Linked DNA regions of Mus musculus: all the other regions are linked to region 1. The links are chromatin contacts, called in public HiChIP or PLAC-seq maps. All regions are on one chromosome and are shown on one strand. Each heading gives the region's core, a stretch centred on a gene start, on an enhancer-like site or on the middle of the called end of the contact. The rest is flanking DNA. Distances are from core to core; before and after follow the strand shown. Region 1 has its middle 35 kb from the start of 4930465M20Rik. Region 2 overlaps Gm16086 (a long non-coding RNA gene). Region 3 has its middle 28 kb from the start of Gm52008.

Region 1 (3,627 bases), core at 556-3,055:
GGCTGAAGCAAGAGAATGAACTACATAGTGAGACTGTTTCAAACAATAAAAGATAAATCCAGCCAAACAGCTACACCGACACACAGACACACACACACACACACACACACACAGTGGAAGCTTCCTGAGAAATGACACCCAAGCTTGTTCTCTGGCTTCACATGTGTGCTCACACATGTGCACGTGCACCCACACAAACATGTACCTGCACACACAGAGCCGCACAAAAGTGTGATCTATATAAAATGCCACTAATGCCAATAGCAACCCAGTGTGTCTTGGTTGCACCCAGAGGCCGCATGAGTAACTCACGGTTTGAGTGAGTGGCCTCTGTATTGCTAACACAGTAACAGGTCACCTGACCACTCATTCTCCAGAACACACAGGTCCTTAAAAGTCACGTGGCTGTACTGATCTATAAATTAGACTCCAGTGTAGTCATGTATACATTGCTTCATCGGTAGGAGTGACTTACCATCAGGGTTCTGGCAGGTTCTCCCTATTCTCCATGACATCTGTCCTTCTGGAAACCATCAAGTAAAGTATCTAATGGTGTGGTATGGGGGCGTGAAGCCAAGAGCCCATGACAGAAATGTCCCCCAGTCCCTTGGCATGCGGAGGCTTGGGGATGACTGGCCCGAGGTCCCCATTCATAACCAGATGGTAAAACAATATAGCCATGCACCCAGGTCTGCCCCCATGAGTTGAGTTCTGAGTTGATACCCCAAAGCACTATCAGGTATAGAGGTAGAGTAACCACCCAACCCTAGAGAGCCACAGACCAGGCGGGAGGCAGACAGGCTAGAGTGAGCCCTTAGCGCTTGTAGCAGGTGCTTCCAAAGTGAAGCCTACATCATGAGAAAGCAAGGGAGGAAGAGCCTTGACCTGTGAGCGCCTCCTGCTTCAACCCAGAACTTCACAAAGAGTCCTGTCAGATCCTGGGGGAGGAGCTTGGTTTGCTGCACCCTGCATTCCTAATTGGGGTTAAAATTTCTGCCTTAGTCCAAACTAAGATGCCAGCTTCTCTCCCTGTCTGTAAAGAGGCTAACGGCCAATTTATGTTTGTGGGAAATCTGTCACGGAAGGATCCAGCTTGCTGCCACCGTGCGTGTGTCTGATGTTTTCTCTGTGGAATCATCCTCAAGCCATTATGTCATCGCCAGTCACACCCCACCCCCTCGCTCTGTGAACCTACCACCATGCGTTAATATCCCGGTAGTTTTTAGCATTGTTTCCCAGTCCATGTGGAGCCCCCCCCCCGCCCCCATTTGTCACATATGCATGTTAATTTCCACAGAGTTCCTGCATATGTGGAAATGTTCCTTCTAGCAGGGCCCAGGGCCAGGCCTGAAGCTACTGCTTGGTGAATGGGTGAAAACTCACCCTTCATTCCCTGAGAGCTTATCACTTCCTCAGGTTGAGGCTCCTCCCACAAAACTCACCAAGAGGGGAGACCTGACTCCCGCACTTGAGGGATCCATACCCTTCTCTGTAGCCAGCTGGCTCTCCCCAGCTGGCATAGATCACTATACCACACAGCTCTGGTCCCCGCCCCCACCCCCAAAGCCCCGTGGACAGAAATGAACTTAGATTGTCACACAGATGAGCAGCAATTCGAGAGCCTGGGTTCTAATTCATCTCTGGATCTCTCTGGCTGTCCCCCTCGTGAGTCAAATGACCTGAAGAAACAGGGTGGGGCAAAGGATGCAGCCTCAGCGTTTCACTGACCAGGGCAGCCACAGATGCAGATCCCCAGGCCAGCCAATCAGCAGCCGGCAGGAAGCTCTTGCAGTGGCAAATCTGCCCTTATCTCTATAGCTCTGCAAGGTCGTGAGTACCGCACTTTATCAGATCATCTACAAGGTCTGGGGACACAGCAGCAGGTTCAGAAGAACCATTTCTTGAGAATTTCCTACCAGAAGCCCTCTGGGCTTAGGGGCATCACCAAATAAAATAAGAAGCCTTGGCCTGAAATGCAACAGGTGTCTGGCTACTGGGGAAAAGTACGAAAACAGAGACCATGGGGAACTATGGTCCTTTAGCTGGCAAGCTCTTCTCTACCCTACAGAGGTTGAAATGTCCTTCAACCTTGAGGTTTTCCTAGTGTCTTGGCCACTCATTAATAGTTATTGTTCTGATAATATTGAATCCGCTTATCATGCTGGATTCTAATTATTTGACTTTGTGAGACTCTGTCTCCCAGTAAGCTGGAAATTACAAACCTCTCCTGATGTAGATAAAGGCAAGTAACTTAGGATGACTGTGAGATTTATTGATGGTTATTTCCAGCTCAGTAGCTTTGGGCAAGCAGAATCAGTTTGCCCATTCATTGTGGGGTAGGGGATTGGGTCCTGATCAGTGAGATCGTCGTTTTAAATGCTTGAAGGAGACCAGTCACTTAATATGTGTTGACACCGCCCCCTGCCCCACCCACCTTCCATGTCCAACACTTTGCCTAGCTGGTTGAGACCCTCACCAACAACTGTTCAGAGCAGTCACTGAATGAATGGAACTAAACAGAGCATTTATTTAACACACAGTTCCTGCAAAAGCCCCACCTGCCTTCCAGAGGAAACATGTCCAAATAGATCTATTGAGGGATGCCCGGTTCCCTCTCTTTTTGAACCCTCAGAAAGACTACATTTCCCAGCAGTCATAACGGCTGTGTCAGCATTTGTCCTGGTTAGATTTATTCATTTCAGTTTCTTTTTTCTTTTCTTTTTCTTTCTTTCTTTCTTTCTTTCTTTCTTTCTTTCTTTCTTTCTTTCTTTCTTTCTCCTTTCTTTCTGTGTGTGTGTGTGTGTGTGTGTGTGTGTGTGTGTATGTGTATGTGTATGTGTATGTGTATGTGTATGTGTATGTGTATGTGTATGTGTATGTGTGTGCATGTGTGTGAACGTGACACAAGCTAGGTCATTTGGGAAGAGGAAACCTCAGTGGAAAAAAATGCCCCTACCAGATTAGCAGGTAGACAAGTCTGTGGGGTATTTTCTTGATTAAAGATTGCAGTGGGAGGGCCTGGATCACTGTAGGTAGGGCCACCCCTGGGCATGTGGTCCTGGGTTGTATAAGAAAACAGGCTGAACAAGCCAGTAAACCGTGTTCTCCATGAAATAGTGTTCTGCTTCAATGCCTGCCTCCAGGTTCCTGCCCTGACTTCCCTGGGTGATGGAGTGTGGCCCGGATGTGGAAGATAAAATAAAGACTTCCCTCTACAAGCTGAGTGTAGTCAGGGTGGGTCTCACAGCAGCAGAAAGCAAACAAAAGCAGCCTCCTCTCCCAGTGAGCTTTGTATGAGCATGGAAATTCAGCTCGAGCCTCTATTGTTTTAAAGATGTTCAGTGCAAGGTTGGAAAGGCGGCTCAGTGGTTAACCATTGGCTGTTGTTATAGAGGAACTGAATTCAGTTCCCAGCACCTGTATTGGATGTCTCACAGCTACCTGTAACTCCAGCTTCAGGGTATCTGATGGCTTCTGTGGGCATCTGCATGCTCATGGTATATATACACACACACACACTCACTCATCCACACTCACATACATGTACACATTTACACATGCACACTCATGCACACTCACATACATGTACACACTTACACATACATACATGCTCACATGCACACTCAC
Region 2 (3,627 bases), core at 437-2,936, 690 kb before region 1:
AGGCTAGGTCCTTCCCAGCTCATCCTCAGTTTTTTGAACTAAGCTGTTCTTGATGATCAGGAATGCACCCATCCTGACTGCTGAGGGTGTGGCTGAAGTGCATACTGACCCAAATCCATTCTGCTGACAGCTGGTTAACTATCTCTGTTATTCATGGGCCTTTATCTTAAGTCTTGTAGAGTCTGCTATTAGATTACCTATGTTATCCTGTTTACAGTGTCTTCCTGGGCATAGAACAAGACGTAGTAAGTGCCATCTTTTCTTTAGAATGGTCCTCCCCGAAGCACAGAAAGCTCGTAATAGGTGTGGGGCCATCTGCACGTTGTCTACCATCCCACAGGCATGGGCAGGCACTGTGTACCTAGAAACAGCCGAGCTGATGCTGATCCTTGCTGTTGCCAGCAGCCCTGTCTGCCATCCTCATCCTCACCACCATCATCTCTGTCACCATGGAAACAAGGCTAAGTCATTTTGGTTTATCTGGTTAGTGGGGCTGTATAATCCCCAAGACAATTATGCATTGTGAAATAAGGAAACGTAGAGGTTCTAAACAAACAAACAGGACATTATCTCCCCTGTCCCACTCTCTGACATGCTGAAGCCATTGTGCTTATAAAGAAAGCTACCCTGGCTGTCTCTCCTACCCTGTGAAAACTCTCTTCCTCACTCTACACACCATACCCTAGTCTTATCTTTAGAGAGTAACTATTTTTCTGATTATTCTGTCCGAGCCTTAGATAGGCTGAGGCTAGACTTCCAGTCTCCCTGCTCCCTACCACAGCAAACCTCTCCTACAAATCGCACAGACTTATGTCCCAACTCTGTCGTAAGTTTTAAACATCTATTTGGTCAACATTCCTCTAGAATTTATTATTTCTGCATTACTTCACAAAGCATGGGCTGTACACGAAGGGGAAGATAAAACTGCAGGGACGATCAGAAGACATAAAGCACATAAGCTATTCAAGTTCATGTCCTGTTCGTGGATGGAGGGATGCTCAGCCCCGGCAGGTACATCACTGGCTTCTAAGGCTGACTCCCCAGAATATGAATGGCCAATGGATTTCTGTGTGACATACGTGGACACTCACTGGTTGTGCATTCTTCTGCACCAGCCATTAGCTTCAGGTCACTTGGTTTGGGAATGGATGAACCCAAGTCCGGCTTTAAGAGTGAGGGGTTCTATCCACTTAAGGGGACTTTCCAAGTGGGTCATGTTGGCCTAATATTGTCCAGTTCCCTCTGAACCTTGCTTTGGGGAGTTCATTCTTTGCTACATTTGTTCTAAGAATCTTAGTGTAAAACCTTCCTGATACCGAGATGATGAGCCAGGACACTGCATAGTTTGGGAATACGTATGGAGATTTGGCTTCCCATTAAAGATGGGTATTGCCCTGGACCCTCCTCATGATGGTTTGCTTTGTTTCTTTAGGTGTGAGAGCAAAGTCGTATGCATCCCACATACAGAGGCATTCTCAAAGCTGAGAATCAATCACCACTAAGAGGTCGTGGACAGAGTGAGCATTTCATTGATGAATGCTCTCAGTGCAGGCCTTCCACTTTGAGCTGTGACCTCAGGGACAAAGACCTTACCCCAGTTGCTTTCACCTAGCTCCTAGTCCTTGACACTGGATCAAGTTACTATCCTGTGTGAACTTAAACTGACTTCCTTTGCTGAGCTCCCCCTGGCCTTTTCATCAACGGAAGCTCTGTGGCTATTGCAGCTCAGTCGCCATGTGTTCCCTGGGAGCCCAAAGCAGAGGGCTTTCAGCACACAACGTTAGAGGAACCAGGAGCCCCCTTTCAATTCTTTAGTTAGACCCAGAAATTGTACACAGCCCCCTGGAGTATCATCCTCAATACATTAGCATGGACTCAAGTTCTAGAAGCTTAGATAATGTTGCACAGAAGACATAATCCCTATGGCATGGTGTAGCCATCTCCTCTCACTCTACATCTACACTGCTGAACCTGAGATGTCCTTAGGGCAGGTGATTCAGTGAAATTCAACGTTGAGAAAAATGGAAGAGACCAAGAAGAAGAAGCAGACATGTAAAGGACCGTGGTGAAAATGGGAACAAAAACTGAAGCCTCTCTTATGTCTGCACCCAGCCTGCCCTCTGGAATGCGTGTCTCATCCTGGCTACATCTTCTGTCCTTCTTTCTCTGCTTTTTGTCCACTATGAAGCAGAGGGGCCTCTCCTCCACACACTCTTGGCCTCATGACGCTCTGCCCAAGCACTCAGGTATCCCGCCAAGCTTTCCCCCAAAACTGTGAGTGGTAACAAACCCCTCATCCCTCCAGCTGCTGCTGTGGGTATTTAGGGCACAACAATGATGAGAAATGTAATTCAAACAATGATGCTCTTTAAAGATGACTGTCACCAGTGTCTGTGGCACCTTCGTTACCTTTGTTGTCCACTCAGCCAGTCTCCTGCATCTCACCTCACAGTCCTTCTGCCCCAAGTGAAGCATTTTCTCCTGAAGCTCTCGATCCTAGATCACCTTAGGTGCCGCAGCCGGGTGTCACCTATAGCTCCCCTCAGAGTTCTGCTTTTCTCCGGGCTCTCAGATCATTGCCCTGGAAGCATCGCAACTCACTGGAGCTTCCATTCTTGGAAGGAGAGAGAGAAGTTTAAGTTGAGTTCTGTGGTATTGGCAATCCCCTATGGGCGCTAGTAACTGGGCTCAAAATCCCGGAAACTAAAAGCAGGGGTGGATGAATAAGCTGTGAACGAAGTCAGGGTAGTAACCTGACTTCCATCTTAAAGCAACTGAGAGAAGAGAGACCTTTCCTGTGCCGGAGGCAAGCAGGAGAGATCAAGTTTTCCAGTCAACATTGATGAGGAATCTCCTTCTGATGACGGAGATACTAAAGGGCAGGAGAAACCAATTTCGTGTTGTAACAAGGAGCGAGACTCTCAGGTCCCAAGTGAATGCAGTTAGTCATGATGTAAGTATTGATGAGGAAGGGTTTTCCCCAGCCTGAATCAGACCAGAAGATTCCAAATCAAGGATTCTCCAAAATACCACCTGAGATTGACCACTGGTCCCTGGCACTGTGCCTGATGCCTCAGCCCAGTCCTTCTCCCTCTCTTGAGAAAGTCCTCTTGTAGCTGACATGCCAGAGACAGGTAAGGTAGTCAGAAACTCTAAAACCAGGGGACCAGCACAGAAGTGGGAGGGGTTTTAAATGCATTTCTCCCATCCAAACACTGCTCATCAGTGCTGTGGGCGCCGATGTTCACAGCGATCCACAGCTCTGCGGAAGCCTCCCAATTCACCTGATGTTAAAATAGTCCACGTCAACATGACAGCATGCGTGGTTAGGAGCAGGGGCCACGGACATGATCCAAATCAGCCAGGACTTGAGCTTTAAGCTGTTGCGGTCCCTAGGGATGCCTGGGCCTGCCTAGTGTCCTCACAGCACCTAGGTCTAAGCAAGGTAAGAGGCAGGTATGACTTCACTGTCTTAAGAAGACAGATCCCGGGGGCAGATTGCTAATCAGATTGATGGAAAACTACTGTGTACTGATGTCTCAATGCCGACAGCTCCTTCTGTGTCCCAGCACAAATTCCTCACACTTTGCTCCTTGGTCAGATAGAAAAAGAATTGTACTTTTTGCC
Region 3 (3,627 bases), core at 360-2,859, 630 kb before region 1:
TAGCACCATAAGTGAATCCTTTCATTCTGTGCTTTTCCCTCATGAGAAGAGAGGTAGGGTGTCCTCAATTATGGAAGAGCAGAGAATATTTTGAGCTGAGCACAAACAAGCAAGTGAGATTATATGCATATTCACCTCGCTCGGTTCTTGATTGTTGAGTGGATGTAACTAATGTTTTGACATTCTTACCTTAGACTTACACAGAGGGACTGTAGCCTGGAATTGTACACTAAAGTAAAACCCATCCTCCCTTAAGTTGCTTTGTGTTGGGATATTTTATCACAGCGACAGAAATGAAACCAGAACAGCTAGACAGCCTTGCCAGGCAGTGGTGGCTATGAATGGATAGATGTTTAAAGACAGAAGCTCCAGTCTAGGAGTTTGACCATTCTCCATAAGCTGTTCATTTCAAAGTGACAACCTTAGATGCCGTGCCCTCTATCCTGAAGTAAATGACTTGCCTTGACCCTGAAGATTAAGATATCCAGGATATATCTTCCCACAGCCCATAAAATCAAGAAATGTCTAGGGTGAATGGGATGTGGGTATGTATGAAGAGGAAATGGAGAAGTGGTGGACCGATTGGTCTTAAACTCTGAAACAATATATAAGCAATGTGCAAGAGAATTCCCTAAAGTACCAATTTTTGCCCTTGTCACTCCCTTAGTGTGTCTGCATGGTGTAACCTCGTGCATCTTTGACAGGATGCTGGGGACTGTATCTCCCTAAAGGAACAAGTTACCATTTCACATTGAAGATCCTGACAGGGGGGTTGGCAAATCAAGAGTCATCATACTTCAAACTCTCAAGATGGGGGAACAAATGGCTCATGTTTCATGTGTGCTGCAGGACACAGCAGCATCTCATTGCCTGGACATATCTTGAAATTAGTGTTTATGTCTTGAATGCAGGGTTCTGGAGAGAGATGCAAAATGCCTTCAGAGTTCATGACCTTAAGGAGTCTAAGAAAGTTGGGAGTCTGATCTTTGCAGTCAGGAAACTCTTTGGTTCTAGCCTGCCTCTCCTCCTAGGCACCTGTGCTTACCTGTTGATCTCATCTCAACTCCAAAAGGAGACATTATCTCTTAACCAGTCTGTGAGGACAATGAGAATCACATAGGAAGAGAGTATGAAAAGGTAGAATACATGAAGCAGGCACCATGCAGGGAAAGGTCTTGAGGCCACATATCTCACAGCAGGCTCAGCAACTGTCAAGCATCCCCTAAGGTGCAAGGCCACAGCCTTACAGGAGCCCCCCAGGCATCCTTCTGAAGGGCTTGAGGGAGTATGCAAGGTAACTTGCCAATAGCTAAATGGCCTCATCAGTATCTGCTTCTCCTTCTGCAGCTCAAGGCTTTAGACAATTCAGGAGGAACATAGGGAGGGAGGAGAGAAAATATCTCTCAAGAGTATCTTGTAAGAATACAATAACAAAAATAGAGTCTTACATGAAAGGAAGGCAAAAAAGAAAGAGAGAGAGAGAGAGAGACATCGAGCCATGACAGACAACATCCGCTCTCATTTCGGTTTCCTGGAAGCGGAGTGTGGTTGGACAGATGGGTGCTCTATCGTTTCTCTAGAAGAAACGATAAGATGTAAATATGCATGGCCATCTTCAGAAGGGCAGGGTGAAGAAGGGTGTCTGTGCCCGGTGGTGGCTTCTAGGCTTGTGGCAAGCTTTCTTCTTTGGTCTGTCACCCCACCTGCTGAGGTCTACAGCAACAGCTCTCAGGGGCCCACGGGCTCTCTCATCTCCCAGAAATGGGTCATCAGGAGGGTCTGGCATCTCCCTTCCATGTTGGCACATTTTTCTCTGGAGAGGCTTCTATATCTTTCTCAAGATTAACCAAAGATCCTATGACCATGGTCATCATCTCGTGGGATCTTCCACCCTGATATCCATGGAGCTCCAGGGCATTGTCTGGTCTCATTGTTTCATGTCTGCATTACTCTGGATTCTTGCAGAACTTTCTCACATATCAATAAATACTTAGACTGAAAGGCATGGGCAGTAACCAGCAGGCCTGTGTCACACTAGGAAATGAAGATGGCTTACCTGGCTCACAGATCCACACATGCCAGGTAGAGAGTAGAGAGACCCCTTTGCACCTGAGGTTAAATAGTCTGTGACTTTCTTACCTACTGCTCTTGTCCTTAAAGAGAAGACGAGTACAGGACCCTAATTGGGTAGTAGAAGGATTCGAGTCTAAGACATTTGAGGACTGAAGAAGAGAAAGAACCAGGGGAGATAGAAGTCATTGCTCCTCGGTCTTGCTAATCACCAAAAGGGTTGGCACATGATTAGGTTATTGGAGATAAAAATATATTTTAGTTAATTCTGAATTTCTAGTGCCAAATTGGTATGTTGAGAGCAGAAGGATGCTCAGCTATCTGCGGTACCGGTAAGCAACTGAAGGTATGGAAAAAGATAGAGATACACAAGGAATGAGAGGCCTGGCTTCCAGATGTCTACCATGGATTCTTTTAGTGTTTTCAGGTGAACTTTTGCTCTTTGCAGAAATGGCCAACTGCAGCCAAAGGGTGAGAGTGAATTTTACCAGATGGCTTGTGGTCATGAATATCAAAGTCTGTTGACTAAGGAATTTCCACTATGCAAGGCTGTATAACAGAGGTGACCATGCCTTTTCATGAGAGTGCAACAGCTAAGCAAGCCCTCTGGGCTGTTAGTAGACACATGTTCTGTGCTTTAATTCAGCAGGCTATTCCTAAGCCAGTCATAGACCCTGAATGTCCAAACTCAAGCATGTTCCTCAGAGTATTAGAGACCACTCTGAGATTCCAACTCCAGCAAGCAAATACTGAATGAGATGGACTTGTCTTAACTAGGAGCTCTCCGAAGCATGGGGAGATGTTGCAGTGAGAGTGGTAGCCCAGGTTCCTGATGAAACAGGAGTTGCAGGAAAGGTGAGGTGCATGTTGGGAGTGTGGTGTTAGCCTGGGTCTGACCCATGTGTCCAACGGGAATCCCGGATGAACCTGTTGTTTTCAAACAAATAGAAGGGTCTGGTTTGTGTACTTAGCAGGCATTTGTTTTTAAAACTCACATACACAGTTTGCGACACATCACAGTGATGGAGTATTCACCTAAAATGGGCAAAACCTTGGGTTTTATCTTTAGTCTTACTCATAAACATAAGTTAAAACCAAATAAAATCCATTTATTTTTATGACCAACCTAGGTTGTATGGTATGGGATACATTTCTGGAAAGGGAAGATCAGTTGAGAATCCTGTATGGTTTAGAAGTGAAACCTACAGTATTTGAGTTAGCTGCCTGGGAGAAGATCTTTCCCCGAGGTACCAACCAGACGCCAAGTCCACCTGAAGTAACTTCAGGGGGAAGTCACCATAGGGTGAGGCACATCCCTTTAAGCTCTTTAATGTGGGGCGTAAGGTACCAGATGCAGGTAAGCAGAGCTGAAATTCATTCCACAACAAAGCACAAAGCTTGCCAGGTGGTAGGTCTGCCACCTATCAGCTCTGAGGTACTGGAGTCTGGAGGTAACATGCTCATGTTTGCGTATAGCTTGCCTAGTGAGAGCATGCTCCAGCTCTCTTTCTTAGCGTCTTCCTTCCTTATCCGTTTGCTCCCCAGATAACCTCAAAG

What was found. HiChIP or PLAC-seq counts read pairs in DNA pulled down with a chosen protein or histone mark.
Region 2: an H3K27ac HiChIP or PLAC-seq map of T-cell acute lymphoblastic leukemia shows a contact between it and region 1, with 4 times the contacts expected there. The contact joins two enhancer-like sites. A contact is called at or near these places in 1 of 484 Hi-C or Micro-C datasets (embryonic stem cells), 2 of 115 datasets of contacts at active chromatin or transcription factors (T-cell acute lymphoblastic leukemia and double positive thymocytes) and 1 of 9 other capture datasets (embryonic stem cells).
Region 3: an H3K27ac HiChIP or PLAC-seq map of regulatory T cells shows a contact between it and region 1, with 6 times the contacts expected there. The contact joins two enhancer-like sites. A contact is called at or near these places in 4 of 115 datasets of contacts at active chromatin or transcription factors (the SCID.adh cell line, T-cell acute lymphoblastic leukemia, regulatory T cells and 1 more).

What each region holds. Positions count from the first base shown.
Region 1 is chr12:107,768,891-107,772,517 of GRCm38.p6, forward strand. No RefSeq gene overlaps it. Among named protein-coding and RNA genes, the nearest start is that of 4930465M20Rik, 35 kb to the left of the region's middle. Within about 2 kb of position 1,806, at least 22 of the 459 cell types and tissues checked have an H3K27ac peak or open chromatin away from gene starts, as enhancers often do. A contact at or near this core is called in the SCID.adh cell line, T-cell acute lymphoblastic leukemia and regulatory T cells, where this site is marked.
Region 2 is chr12:107,076,810-107,080,436 of GRCm38.p6, forward strand. Gm16086 (a long non-coding RNA gene) reads right to left here. Exons shown (of 5, transcript XR_381903.3): 3 at 2,446-2,614. Among named protein-coding and RNA genes, the nearest start is that of Gm16086, 21 kb to the right of the region's middle. Within about 2 kb of position 1,687, at least 3 of the 459 cell types and tissues checked have an H3K27ac peak or open chromatin away from gene starts, as enhancers often do. A contact at or near this core is called in T-cell acute lymphoblastic leukemia, where this site is marked.
Region 3 is chr12:107,137,617-107,141,243 of GRCm38.p6, forward strand. No RefSeq gene overlaps it. Among named protein-coding and RNA genes, the nearest start is that of Gm52008, 28 kb to the left of the region's middle. Within about 2 kb of position 1,610, at least 33 of the 459 cell types and tissues checked have an H3K27ac peak or open chromatin away from gene starts, as enhancers often do. A contact at or near this core is called in the SCID.adh cell line, T-cell acute lymphoblastic leukemia and regulatory T cells, where this site is marked.